Regions from separate parts of the Mus musculus genome. Here all the other regions are linked to region 1. A link is a contact called in public HiChIP or PLAC-seq and promoter capture Hi-C data. All regions are on one chromosome and are shown on one strand. Each heading gives the region's core, a stretch centred on a gene start, on an enhancer-like site or on the middle of the called end of the contact. The rest is flanking DNA. Distances are from core to core; before and after follow the strand shown.

Region 1 (4,397 bases), core at 1,169-3,668:
CATAGAGGGCAAGCATAGGGGGCTTACTTGTGAGCTTGCAGATGGCAGACTTGCTCATGTTCTGCACTGGGTCTGTACACTTCAAACATGGCTTCCTGCTTCTGGGCACCCTATTCCCAGTAGGGTGATGGGAATCACGTTACCCCTGTACCCCAGGAGCTTGGATGACCTGGGAGTGATTACACTACCTCTGGCCCTTCTTGGCTGGGTGCTGTTAGAAGCCACTCCCCTACTGTAAGCCCCAGTTCTGTATCAACCATCTTCATAGGGTTACTATGTCTGCAGTACACGGAGCACAAAAAAAACCCAAAGAAGCTCAGATCCTCTGGGTGACCGACCTCCGTAAATGCAAGATTTAGAATCTGTGAGCAGTTTGTGACTGGGAATCCCGACTTCTGCTCCCAGCTTTGGAGCTTTTAGTAATCGGACAAAGCAGCAAGAAACTGTCCTTGCCTGGCCACTCTACTCCGGCTTGAGCCAAGAAGATGGCTCACTCCAAACTTAGTGGGACCACAGAAGCAGGGAATCCAGCAGACTTGTGGACACAGGGTGGAGAGCAATGTCCCCACAGCATTTCCAGGAACCCAAGCTAGACTGGGGAGGAACAGTAAGGGACATGTGTGTGGGCCATGGGGCCACATGCGTCACTCTGCAGATGGGAAAGCGGTGATCTTACAAAGAGAGGACGTAGGAAAGATGAACTCTGAGGGGCCATGTGGCACAGCTATACACGGATGTCTCCTAGGTTCCCCAGGGCCTGCTGACCCTGTCTTTCATTGTACATCCTATTTGGTCAACCATTTCCCTAGTAAAGTGGGGGTCAGCTCCAGGCATGAGGAGCAAGCATTACAGCCAGGGCTGGGTAAAAAACCACGGCCTTCCAGCTTTAAACCTAAGGGCTGAGACCCTTCCCCGAAGGGCAGGGGTGTGAGGTTTCAGGGTTGGGGTCTGGATAGTATCTTCAAACAGGTCTTTACAAAGATGGAGGTAAAGACTTCTAGGCCTTTCTGAGGGACCCCCTTCTATCCATCTTACATATCACCTCGAAGGAAAATTCTAGAATCTGCAGCAATCCACGGAGCTAGTTCTTTAAAAGGAATGTGCTACACACAGAGACACAAACACAGGCACACACCCACGATCCCCAAGAGGAGGAAGGAACCGGGGACAGGTCCGGGCCTCCAACTGCCCAGGTGGCTGCCACCAGGAAGGGAGGCCCTCCTGAGTGACACCCCTAACACACACACGCGCGCGCGCACACACGCACACACACCCCACAGGTATACACACACCTCCATGCTCAGGAAGCAAGGGACAGACTCCAGCCTGGCTCACAGATTCACAGCCAAGCAAGGACTTGGGATAAGAACCCCAGGATGAAGACAAGGCAGCAGGGACGGGAATGGGGGGTGGGGGTGACTGAAGGATAGGGCGGAGCCAAAATGGGAGGGCAATGCCACACCACATACATACTCAATCTTACCCATTCACACAAATACACATTCGTAGACTCGCACAAGCAGACACAATATATAGATCATCCTTAGGTATTTCCAGGCAGGTGCACATACATATATGCACATGTCCTGGGCAACATACATCTACACCACAGGCCCACAGACATCTAAACGTCGCCTCAGCCTTCTAAACTCTCCCAATTCCCACGGCCCTGGGAGGTCACTGGCTGTGAACGCCGAGGTAAGGCTAGGATCTCAGCTGCTTCCTTCATCCCGGGGGAGGCAGGCAGCCACTCCTGTCTGATCCCATGTATCAGTGGAGGGCACCTGCTCTGTGACCCTGGCCCAGGTCACAGGCTCTCCTGCACAAAGTCCCTGGCACCTAGAGGTGGCTCCAAGGACTGAGTATCTGACATGGGTTGGGGGATAGCTTCATGTTCCAAAATTGAACCTGTCCCCTCCCAAAACCTGATCTTCCTCGGGGATATTCCGCATCTCTAATGAGGAGCCCCGCATCACCCTACTCTACCCCCAGCAATGAGAACCTGCCCCTCCGCGAGGTCCCACCTGGACACCTTCCGATCCTACACCCAGAGGGCCCCACGCACTGAAACACCCGTTTTCCAGCGACCCCTCCCCAGCCCCCGCCCTAGTTAGCCATGCACAGCCACCGCCAGCCAGAAGCCCGCGGTGGCCCTGTCACCCTGGGGTGGCCGCCCCTACCTCCTTCTTCACAGTGCGCAGCAGCCTCTGGCGGGTCTCGGCCTCTGCGGGACAAGCAGGGAAGCGCGGTGAGCGGCACCGAGGCCGCGGGGCCTGGCCGCCCTCCCGCTGCCCGCCCGTGCTTACCCGCAGGGACCGAAGCCATGGCTCAAGCTGGTCGGTGCCCGGTTCCCGGACGCGTCCCCGCTCCGCGCCCTGCTGCAGCCGCGAGGGGGCGGGACCGGCAGGGGATGAATGACAGCCCAGGATGTAGACGTCAGAACCTGACATCCCGCCCACCCCACCCACGAAAGCTCAGCGCCGCCTCCTGGACAGCATACAGCAGAGCATCCGCATCCAGCCTCCTCCAGGCGTTAGCGACAGGCCTTGCCAAGTTGCCTAGGGTGACCTAAGATGCGGAACCGTGCTCCACATCCCGTGTGTCCATCCACGCGTATTTAGAAACGAGGCAAAGCCAGGCACGGGGCACACTCCTATCGACTCCTCAGTGGGGAGACTGAGGCAGGGGACTCAACCTGGGCGACATAGCCAGGCCCTGCCGCCACAATAAAACTAGACTCATCCTGTATAAAGTGGGTATAAGTTCTAGAATGAGCTGATGATCAAGCGAGATATTTGATGTGTAATTCTCATCATAGACAAGACAAAAAAAACAAAACAAAACAAAACAAAACAAAAAAAGGGCCAGCTTTCATACGGGGTAGCTGCTGCTGTTTCATATACCCCCTTCCTCCGTCCCCTCCTCCCCTTCCCTTCCCCCTCCCCCTCTTCCTCCTCTTTTTACTCCTCCTCCTCTCTTCTCCCTTTCTCCCTTTTCAGACTAATCAGATACACTGACTCCCCATCTGGAAGAAGCCTGCCTCTTCTTCACTTGCTGCTCCCCCTATACTGGGAACCAGGGTTCAGCCAGGATCTCTCAGTCCCAGGGTTGGGAGTTTGAAGCAAAGGAGATGGACACATTGCCGCAGCACTCAGATGGTAGACAGTAAACCATCTGAGCAAGTGATAGAGGGTTGGAAGGTTCTAGAGGGACGTGGAGTCGATGCAGGGGAGATACCAGTGACCGGGGCTGTCTTGTGGAACAAGGGGCATCTTGCTGAGTTTTCTTTCTGAGCAAGAAGGGAAAGGAGGAGGCTGGGGAATGCTTGGGGAAGAGGAATCCATACAGTTCAGCGGTTAAGAGAACTGAGTGCTCTTCCAGAGGTCTTGAGTTCAAATCCCAGCAACCACATGGTGGCTCACAACCATCTGTAATGAGATCTGATGACCTCTTCTGGTGTGTGTGTGTGTGTATACCAGAACCCCTCTTGTGTGTGGCAGTGGTGTCTCTGTCACGATACCCCCCCCCACTCTCTCCTCCCCCACTCTCTCCAGTGAGGTGTGCTTAGTGTCTCCAGGATGCCACAGAATGAGAAATAAGGACTTGACAAATATAATTGAGGACTTACTACATCCGGAGCTCTGGTTGCATAAACTTACCGAGCCTCCAGCCCCCCCCCCCCCCCCCATGAGCCTCACACACAAAGAAAGTCAAGCCCAAGACGTGGGAGAATTTTCTTCAGGTCCATACACAAAGCAAGCAATAGCTCAAGCCATGGACCGGGTGGATCATCTCACCAGGGGCAGGTTAAGATGAATCAGATGTTTCTCGCCAAGCCCTTCAAACCTTTTCAGAGAACATAGAAGTTTTCCTCTAATATAAATGGTTTCTAGTGGTGGTTTCAATATGCTTGGCTGTCCTGGAACTTGCTCTGTAAACTCACTCTCTTGAGCTCAAGAGATTTGCATGGCTCTATCTCCTGAATGCTGGGATCAAAGTCATGGTCCACCATGCCTGGACCTAAGCTTTCCTTCACCTAGATCTAAAAGCTTGTGTCATCCTGTGACAGTTTGACACACAGTCATATCTCCTTATCTCCAAGTGAAACCAATAATCACATCATAATAATATAACTATCCACGGTTTAGCTGCAAACAATAAGCTTAGCTGGGTGGGATCTTGCCCTGAGATCACCACTCCCTTAATCCGTTTGTCTCCTTGAACGTAGGATTCAGCTCCTTTTCATTTCCTGGGGCCCCTTCATTACTTGAAGCACACTCGTTTTTTCTTTTTAAGCTTGCTATGCTTGCTCAAAATGCTCTTCATAAGACTGAATCACAGGATCATGTCTAAATTGGGGTTTCTATGAGACTTAATTGTTAATTCTGTCTAGGCTG
Region 2 (4,397 bases), core at 1,361-3,860, 490 kb after region 1:
AAGCCTGATGCCCTAAGTCCGATCTCCAGGACTCACAGGGTAGAGGAGAATCATCTCCCACGGGTGATGACCTCTGACCTCCAGGCATCCACCCGTGGCCTGTGCAGCCTCCTTATAGAGATGTAAATGTAATAATAATAATAAAAAAAACTTTTCTAAAGTGGTTAAATTACCGAAGGGACCTCTGCTTATGTTTCTCTTTCTCTGCTGAGCGAGCGAGCGAGAGCGAGAGCGAGGGGAGCCTCGTGTGCACTAAGCAAGCGCTCTGTTGCTGAGTCCCGGGCCCCTGCACAGTGATGGGTCCTGATCCCACGGGATTCAGTCCCACAGTGGACACACCCTCATGTTCAAAATGGACAGTGACGTGTTCAAGGACGGACAGGTGATCAGTGACTGGGCTGGGATTTGAATCCTCTCTCAGGTGTGGGCACCCACGTGCTATGACGGTGTGCATGTATGTGCGTGCACATGGAAGCCAGAGGCTAATTTGGGGTACTATCCCCCACCCCCGCCCAGGAGATCTCTCCCTAGGAGTGGAGAATCACAAGTATCTAGGCTGTTCCCTATCCCTGACCTTTCAAGGCTGAGATCTGGGGCACACATGACTAACTATGCCCGGACGATGGGCCTGAACTGGAGTTCGAATTTTTTTTCTTGGCAAGAATTTAACTGACCTAGCATGCTCCCCTTTTTGGGGTGGTGCTGGGAACTGGACTGAGAGCTTTGTGCGTGCTGAACTACACCACAGCCCTGGGTCATCACCCGGGAGACAGAGGCAGGGTTGCACATTCGAAAATCATCCTGAGCTACATATTATGATGTCGTCTAAAAATATGGTTGTGGCTAGTGAGGGCTGTTGCTCCAGAGGGACAGGCCACCGTGACCACAATGCCACAGCACCGGAGAAGTCCTCAGATGCATCAGTTGAAAAGCCACTGGTCTGGCTAGATCTCCCTGGTTCCATCCTGTCTAAATCTGCCAGCTGTCTCCTCTCAATCTCACTTTGCCCATCTGCAAATGGGCAGTGGCAGGATGACTCCACGCTGATACTCAAAGAGCTGTCGGGACTGTGCGAGAGAACATTCTAGAAGTGCCAGCACAGGGTCGGTCCCACAGGAAAGCTAGAACTCAGGAATGGAATGCTGCAGGAGAAGCCAGATTTTTCCCCTCTGCGGATCCACGGCTGTCCTCACTTGTCGTCGTCCCCCCCACCCCCACCCCGCTCCGCATCCCCAGCAAAAGAGCAGAATACACGTGCACACACGTGTGCATGAACACGCACGTGTAGACCGCAATGGGGATCCAAGAAAGCATTGACCTCTCTGTGGCACTTGCAATCAGCCAAAGGGGTGCAGAAGAAGAAGCAGAAACCATTCCTGTCTCTGAAGAACAAGACCCCCTACTCTCAGAACTTCACCCCCCCCCCCAGTCTCTCCTTGCTCCCAGAGAAAGGTAGCAGGTGACTAAACAAGAGGACTCAGGTCTGCATGGAGATGGTCATGGGACCCTTAAATTCTCCAAGCCTCAGTTTCCCCTCTGGGGAACAGAAGAACTGACCTGAACAGGTCTGAAATGATTGCTGATGTGCCAGACGTCCTTTGCCTGCCTGCTCCTATACAAGCACTCAGGATTCGCACCAGAGGGAACTCAGTCAGACTGTAAACAGCCTGCCCAACAGAGAGAGCCCCTGATGGAGAGGTGGCTCAGAACAGCTCGACTATACCCTCCCAAAGGGTTGGGCATGTCAACCCTTTGAGCTCCAGTTTCCACATCTGCGCAATGGGGACAGGTCACAGCAGTGCCTAGCATGTAATAAATGTTAGCAAGTGGATGCACTTGTCCAGTATGCTCTCCCTGCTAGACCCTCTGTCTTAAGAGCTTCTGTTTTAAATTGAGATGTCCATGAATATGCAGATGAGGCGAATCCACCCCGAAGGAAGGACTGGGTACCCAAGGACCTGAGACAGCTAACCCAGAGCCTCTGTTCTACCAGCCCTCACTCAGAAACGGATGGCCAGTGATGGAGAGGCAGGCCACAGAAACCTGGCTTCAATTAGGAGACTGGGGGGGGGGGGGCTGTGGCTGAAACATTGTATGCCTAGCCTATTCCCTCAGGGCCTGCCTGCAAGGACAGGGTCCTGGTCCCTCAAGAAGAGGCTTGGAAGGAGCCTGAGGTCTCAGAGTCTACACATAAGCTCACACACACACACACACACACACACACACACACACAAGTATTCCAAGTGGTGCATCAGACATCCCAAACACAGCCTACCGCAACACACGGGACAATACAAGTTTACACCAGCAGCACACTGGCCCTGGAAACGTCGCCCTGGCACCCTCTCTACATCCCAACTACACGCGTGCCGCCTTCATCCATGCTCACACATCTAATCACATATCTAATCACATGGGTGCTCACGGCCTCAAACACACACACAGATTGCACGCACACTTAGGGATTCTGCGGAGTTCTCCAAGAGTCCCCAGCAGCAGGAGGCAGAGACTTACCAGCTCTGGGTGAAGGACCGGGTGCAGCTGCCAGGTAGGCAAGCCAGGCCCGCTAGACGGTCTGACTGTCTGCCTGCCGTCTGCCGCCAGCTGCTCTGGCTGGTGCCTGCCCGCCTCGGCCTCCAGGCCCTCCCCTTTCCTCCTCCCTGCTGGGCTGGAGGGCCAGCTTGATTTCATTAAGAGGGCTTGGGGTGGGGACAGTGTGGGGCGGGACTATGCCGGGCCACCCACAGTCCCACCCTCTTCACACTCCAAGCTTGCTTCTTCTTGACCTCAGGTCCCCTGGGCAGGCTCAGACAGACTGACAGACAGAGGGGCTTCCAGGAGAACGTTCCCAGAACTCTGAGCTGAGGTCCGTCCCATCCCCCACACTCCCTGAAGGATGAGGTCAGGAAGATCTGGGGCCCCTGGAAGTGGGAAGGAAAAAATCTCCGTGGCGTGGCCCAATCCAGCTGTGACTCAGGATTTCCAAGCTTAGGGTGCAGAGTGGGAGTGGGGGTGTCTCAGGGAAACCTGGGGATGCTGAGATCAGGCACTGCCCGGGCCCTTCCTCCCCTGGCCTCAGTTTCTCCATTCTTAGGGGGTCAGGGTACTCCCTGAGGTACTGACATCCTGAACTCTGAGACCTCACTAAGCCCTAGTAGGGCAGTTTGAGCAGAAGCTATGAGCCCATTCCACAGAAGTGGAGAGGGGGTGGGGAGTTCAAATACCCTGAAGCACCATAGGTAACTGATCCATGGGACCTGGCACTCACTCATTCATTCATCCACTCACTCATTCATCCAGTCATTCACTCACTCATTCATTCATTCACTCACTCATCCACTCATTCATTCATTCACTCATCCACTCACTCATCTACTCACTCATTCATCCACTCACTCATTCACTCACTCATTCATTCATTCACTCACTCATCCTCTCATTCATTCACTCACTCATTCATTCATTCACTCACTCGTCCTCTTATTTATTCACTCACTCACTCATCCACTCATTCATTCATTCACTCACTCATCCACTCACTCATTCATTCACTCACTCATCCACTCACTCACTCATCCACTCATTCATTCATTTACTCATCCACTCACTCATCTACTCACTCACTCATCCACTCATTCATTCACTCACTCATTCACTCATTCATTCATTCACTCACTCATCCTCTCATTCATTCACTCACTCATTCATTCATTCACTCACTCATCCTCTCATTCATTCACTCACTCACTCATCCACTCACTCGTCCTCTCATTCATTCACTCACTCATTCACTCACTCACTCATTCATTCATTCACTCACTCATCCACTCACTCATTAATTCACTCACTCATCCACTCACTCACTCATCCACTCATTCATTCATTCACTCACTCATTCACTTGTTTGTTTCAGTAAATGGCTGACACACCCTGACACTGAAGATCAGACAGAGCTGAGCAGGACCCAGCCAGTCAAGACACAGACACAGACCTGCCTCTAGGAACTCACAGGCTTCTAGAGCTGTGTGCGCCAAGACTCATCACGGGGTGTGAGGTGCCCTTCCACAAACCAGAGAGGGTTCCATGTCAGGAGAGGACCACAGGGGAGCCAGGCAGGGAGGCTAATACACCCTGGAATCTTCTGGGAGTTTCCTACTCGCCTCGGTGACACCCTCGCCTCACCCTCCCTCCTTGTCCAGCAGCAGTGCAAAAGGCTAGGGCAGTCAGCTCAGTGTCCTCTGGCCTCTTCCCTTCCCTGGGTGAAGGCTCGCCAGGGTGACCAAGGACAATCATGTCCTCAGCTAAGGTCTCTGTCCCCACTAGCAATACACAGAAGCCTTCATAACACAATCGCAGAGTAGAACAAAGGTTGGGGTACTGAGAGCCTAGGCCCCAGA
Region 3 (4,397 bases), core at 629-3,128, 410 kb after region 1:
TTAAATCTTATTTTGAAGGTTCACTTGTTATTTTTCAGTCTACATTTATGGATTTCTTTTCAAATTTATTTCAATTAAGACATTGTATTATTTCCCCCTTCCATTTCTCTCCTCTCTCCAACCCCTCCTGTGTCCCTTCCTTCCATCTGCCACCCATGTCCCACTTCACTCCCCCTCAAACACAAGATCTCTTTTTCTTTGAATGCTATTGTTTAACACACACACAAATATATAAATACAACCCGCTGATCTGTCTAATGCTAATTATATGTGTGTATTTGTGTGTGTGTGTGTATTTGTGTGTGTGTGTGTGTGTGTGTGTGTGTTTGGTTTCAGGGATGAACACTTGGTATCAGAGAACCAACTGGAGGACTCATCCCCTAATTAGTTAGGTATCTGTAGACCTTTGTCCAAAGATGAGCTGGTGAGAATTTTTTCCCTTCCACAACAATAGCACAACTATTGGTCATCAGTGACTCGTATTCTTGTCTCTCACAGCATCTGGGGGATGGGCTATAAAAATAACTCTCAAGCCAACATTACCACCCAGCCCTGTGGCACATGAGTGGGTGAGAAATCCCACCCATCCTTTCCAGATAACAGGCATGAAGCCCAGCTTCCCCTGTGACCCTGAGGCCCACAGCCATTCAGTGCAGGAGGAGCCAGATGCAAACCTTTCTCTCTGTGGGTCTCTATGATCCAAAGATGCCCTTGATTGGCAAAGTCCCAAGAGTGCCTGCTCTTTGGCCTCAAGCAAGCTGGGTTCCCTGGAATGGTAGGTGACCTAGGGTTCAAGTCCCAACTCTGGCACTTCCTAGCTGTGTGAACTCTGAGAGCTACTTCACCTCTCTGGGCCTTGTATACTTCGTCTGTAAAATGTAGATAACTCAGGCAGTCACTCTCTTGGGCTGGTCTGTGGTCTACAGGACAGGAAATTAATCATTGTGATTGAGTGAATAGCCACAGCCCTTTCTTCTGGTAGAAAAGAGAAATTGCTGTACTTGAATGCAATCCTTCTCTAGTCAGACATAATGACAGACAACTCTCTGGCCACCATAAGGTCTTGAATGCTGCCCCCAGCAGTAACCTTGACCCAAGAAGACAGCCCTGCAGTTAGCAATGATCCTCACCCAGGCTTGGCTTTGGAGACTGTCACTGTGACTAAGGGTGGGGTCCAGAGCTTGCTCGGGAGGAGGAGGAGGAGGCTGCAGAGGAGAAGGAGGGGAAGGAAGAGGAGGAAGAAGAGGAGGAGAAGGCAGAGAAAGAGGAAAGTGATGGGGGAGGAGCAAGTGCCATGGTCTAGGCATTCCCCTAACCTAGAAGTCCCAGGCAATAAGGAAGCTTCCTACAGACAACATTCAAGTCACTTCATAGTACTCTCTGGTCACACACACACACACACACACACACACACACACACACACAAAGCCCATGGTTATATACTCCACTGGCATTCTGAAATATCTGTCACCGTTTTTTTTTTTTAAGAGTAGTGGCCCTGTGAGTTATCATCGTTCCTGTTGGTATCACTGTCTTGCATTTTCCCACCCTAAGAAGCCCTTATGGACCCCACCCCCACCTCTTCTCCTTCCCAGAACCTCATCCCACCCTACCGAATGAGTAAAAAATAAAAACAATAATAGACTAATGCTCTTCAGTTCTCAGGGTCCTCCTGGAGCCATTTGTTCCCCCAAGAGGGTGGCTTTTAATTCCACTTAGGTGAGAGCCTAGCTTTCATCTGCTCTCTCTGCTGCTATGGCAACCAATGCACTGGCAACACGAGGAGAAGAGAATTTATTCTCCTTCCACCACGCTGAGGAGAGTGGGGAGACCGCCCAGGGAGAGGAGACTGTTCACACTGCCTTTGTAAACAGTTGATAGGAAGATGCTCAACTGATTTCAGGACCATGGAAAGCTCCAAAGGATGCAATGGGGCCGGGGCTGAGAACGGAGGGAGGGAGGAGACTGTTGTAATGAGGGAAGGCTGCTGGAGGTGGGGGCGGATCTGAGAAGGGAGGGCGGGAGCGAGGGAGAAGGGAAAGGGGATGGGAGAGGAAGGAGGGGCAACTACCACTAATGCTTGCATCCTTAGCTTCCCCAGAAAGTGGAGTCGGGGAGGTGGGGTTGGGTTTGTTCTCTGCACCAACAGAGGACTGTCATCAATGTGAATTCAGTTTCCTAAAGCCTGCTGGGAAGGAGGGAACAGCCTTCCAGCCCCTGGGATTTTATTGTTGATCACTTTGTGTAAGCTTGAGTCCTGGGTTGTACTTTTGAAGCATCTCACCAAACAGTTCCAACGCACATTTGGTCTCAAGGCCGCCTGATGTACCCACACTGTTAGCATTCTGTCTAAGCTCAACTCCACAGTTACCTGGCAACAGCCAGGGAGGCCTGACCCACTATAAAAGGGGCTGCTTGCCCCCTCCTCGCTCTCTTGTCTTCTTGCTCCCTCTCTGTCCCCTCTCCCCTTCCCCATTCCCTTCCCCCTCTCTCCACCTGCTCATGGCCAGCCTCTACTCCTCTACTTATCTCTCTCTCTCTAGCTAGCTAGCTAGCTAGCTCTCTCATTCTCTCTCTCTCTTTCTCTGCCTCCACTACCCTCTTAACTCCCTTCCCCATGCCCTGAATGAACTCTATTCTATACTATACCACCATGTGGCTGGTCCCTCAAGGGGAAGGGAAGCCTTGGCATGGGCCCGCTGAAACATCCCCTTCCCTTATACCTCCATAGAACATATCCCCTTGCCAGGCAGTGGTAGCACACGCCTTTAATCCTAGACTTGGGAGGCAGAAGCAGGTAAATCTCTGAGTTTGAGGCCAGCCTGGTCTACAGAGTGAGTTCCAGGACAGCCAGGGCTACACAGAGAAACCTTATCTTGAAAAACCAAATAAATAAATCATATATACACATACATACATATATGTGTGTGTAATGTGTATTTGTGTGTGCCCTCTCTTTATCTTTCTATAGACACATCATACTCTCATTATTTGGGGATCAGGGGAAATGGGCTCATCAGGGTGAAGCAGAATTCCCAGATCCAGGCACCGAGTCACAGCTCCAGAATCTCACTGAGTTGCCCAGAATTTCTCTCATTACATCTCAACACACTGTCCTAGTCAAACATGGCAGCATGTCCCTGTCACCCCAAGGAAGCCTGGTCAACTGAGGCGGGGCAACTGTGAGTCTGAATCCAATCTGAATGATATATTACGTTCAAGGCCAATCTGAACTACACAGGGAGATCTTAGCTGGGTTGGGGGTTGGGGGTGGGGGTGGGGAGATTTCAGAGATTCAGCAGATAAAAACACTTGCCAAGCAAACCTGACAACCTGCGTTTGGATCCCCAGAAACCATCAATGACCAGACAGGAGGCTGCATGTCTGAAATCCCAACATTCTTTCACTGAGGTGGGAGACAGAAACAAGAGAACCACCCAGAAGACCATGGGCCATGATGTGTTCCTTACTTTTCTATCATGGTGATAAGACACCATGACCAAGGAGAGTTATCAAAGAGAGTGTTTATTTGGGCTGAGGGTCCAGAGGGTTCAAATCCACCATGGTGGTAGTAGGAAGCCATGGCTGCAGGAGCAGCTGAGACTTTACAGAGAGAACGCTGGGAGTGGTGCTTCTGAAACCCCCAAGCCCGACTCAGGTGACACACATTCTCAGGGACAAGCCTTGTAACCCTTCCCAAACCTGTTCCATCAGCTGGGGACCTGGTACTCAGAGCTGAGCCTGTGGGGGCCATTCTCATTCAAACCAGCACAGAACTGAAGCAACGAGAAACCTTGCCTCAAACAGAGGTGTGTCCTTTGGCTGTGGTGTTAGCTGCAGCTCCCTGGGTAACAGAAATGGCTCTAGACTAATATTACTGAGAATAAGAGTGGAGGATGGAAAGAAGGCGTGCTGAGGATCAGAGACCTCGCCCTTCCTGCAGAGGGCCATGCTCCTGTTCCCCATTACCAGCACCCACATCAGACAGCTCTTGGCCAAGTGAAACTCCACCATCTCTCGGCATCTGATGCCCTCTTCTAAGCTCTACAAACATTTGCACTCTTGAAGGGGGCTACACACACACAATTTTTAAACAATACACTGAGAAATTTTTAAAAGAAACAAATAAGGACTTTGTTACAAAGTTGCGGAGGCATCTGGAGAGGCCTGAGATGCAGGAGAGCCCTGACCAGCTGCCAGTGCTGCTTCCTCCCCTGGCCTGAAATGCTTTTCTCTGCACATGAACGCCACGCCAAGTGACAGAAGCTACCAGTGGGACCAAACCCAGCATCACTCAGCTCAGGGTCTTCTTACAATGCGCTGCTTTCAGGGGCAGTGCCCTAACCTGGGAGACACATCCTTGTTAACTCATTCACCGTAGCCAGGGAACAGCTAGG

Evidence for each region. Promoter capture Hi-C pulls out the DNA fragments that hold promoters and counts their contacts. HiChIP or PLAC-seq counts read pairs in DNA pulled down with a chosen protein or histone mark.
Region 2: a contact with region 1 is called in a promoter capture Hi-C map of embryonic stem cells, with 10 read pairs. The contact joins the promoter of Tmem119 here to the promoter of Sgsm1 in region 1. A contact is called at or near these places in 7 of 39 promoter capture datasets (cranial neural crest, embryonic stem cells, frontonasal cranial neural crest and 3 more) and 12 of 115 datasets of contacts at active chromatin or transcription factors (craniofacial prominence, embryonic basal ganglia, embryonic forebrain and 5 more).
Region 3: a contact with region 1 is called in an H3K4me3 HiChIP or PLAC-seq map of embryonic forebrain, with 5 times the contacts expected there. The contact joins the enhancer-like site here to the promoter of Sgsm1 in region 1. A contact is called at or near these places in 3 of 39 promoter capture datasets (the 3T3-L1 cell line, the SN4741 cell line and hippocampal neurons), 1 of 15 datasets of contacts at CTCF or cohesin (embryonic stem cells), 2 of 484 Hi-C or Micro-C datasets (bone marrow-derived macrophages and embryonic stem cells), 13 of 115 datasets of contacts at active chromatin or transcription factors (SST interneurons, bone marrow-derived macrophages, craniofacial prominence and 8 more) and 1 of 9 other capture datasets (embryonic stem cells).

Annotation. Positions count from the first base shown.
Region 1 is chr5:113,308,368-113,312,764 of GRCm38.p6, forward strand. Sgsm1 (small G protein signaling modulator 1) reads right to left here and starts at 2,419. Exons shown (of 25, transcript NM_172718.3): 1 at 2,307-2,419; 2 at 2,181-2,224. The coding sequence starts at 2,325.
Region 2 is chr5:113,797,786-113,802,182 of GRCm38.p6, forward strand. It overlaps Tmem119 (transmembrane protein 119), which reads right to left and starts at 2,611. Exons shown (of 2, transcript NM_146162.3): 1 at 2,515-2,611. Gm42004 (a long non-coding RNA gene) reads left to right here and starts at 2,781. Exons shown (of 5, transcript XR_878692.2): 1 at 2,781-2,866.
Region 3 is chr5:113,714,868-113,719,264 of GRCm38.p6, forward strand. The region is part of intron 2 of 1700069L16Rik (RIKEN cDNA 1700069L16 gene); the gene reads right to left. Among named protein-coding and RNA genes, the nearest start is that of 1700069L16Rik, 7.7 kb to the right of the region's middle. Within about 2 kb of position 1,879, at least 74 of the 459 cell types and tissues checked have an H3K27ac peak or open chromatin away from gene starts, as enhancers often do. A contact at or near this core is called in SST interneurons, craniofacial prominence, embryonic basal ganglia and 3 more, where this site is marked.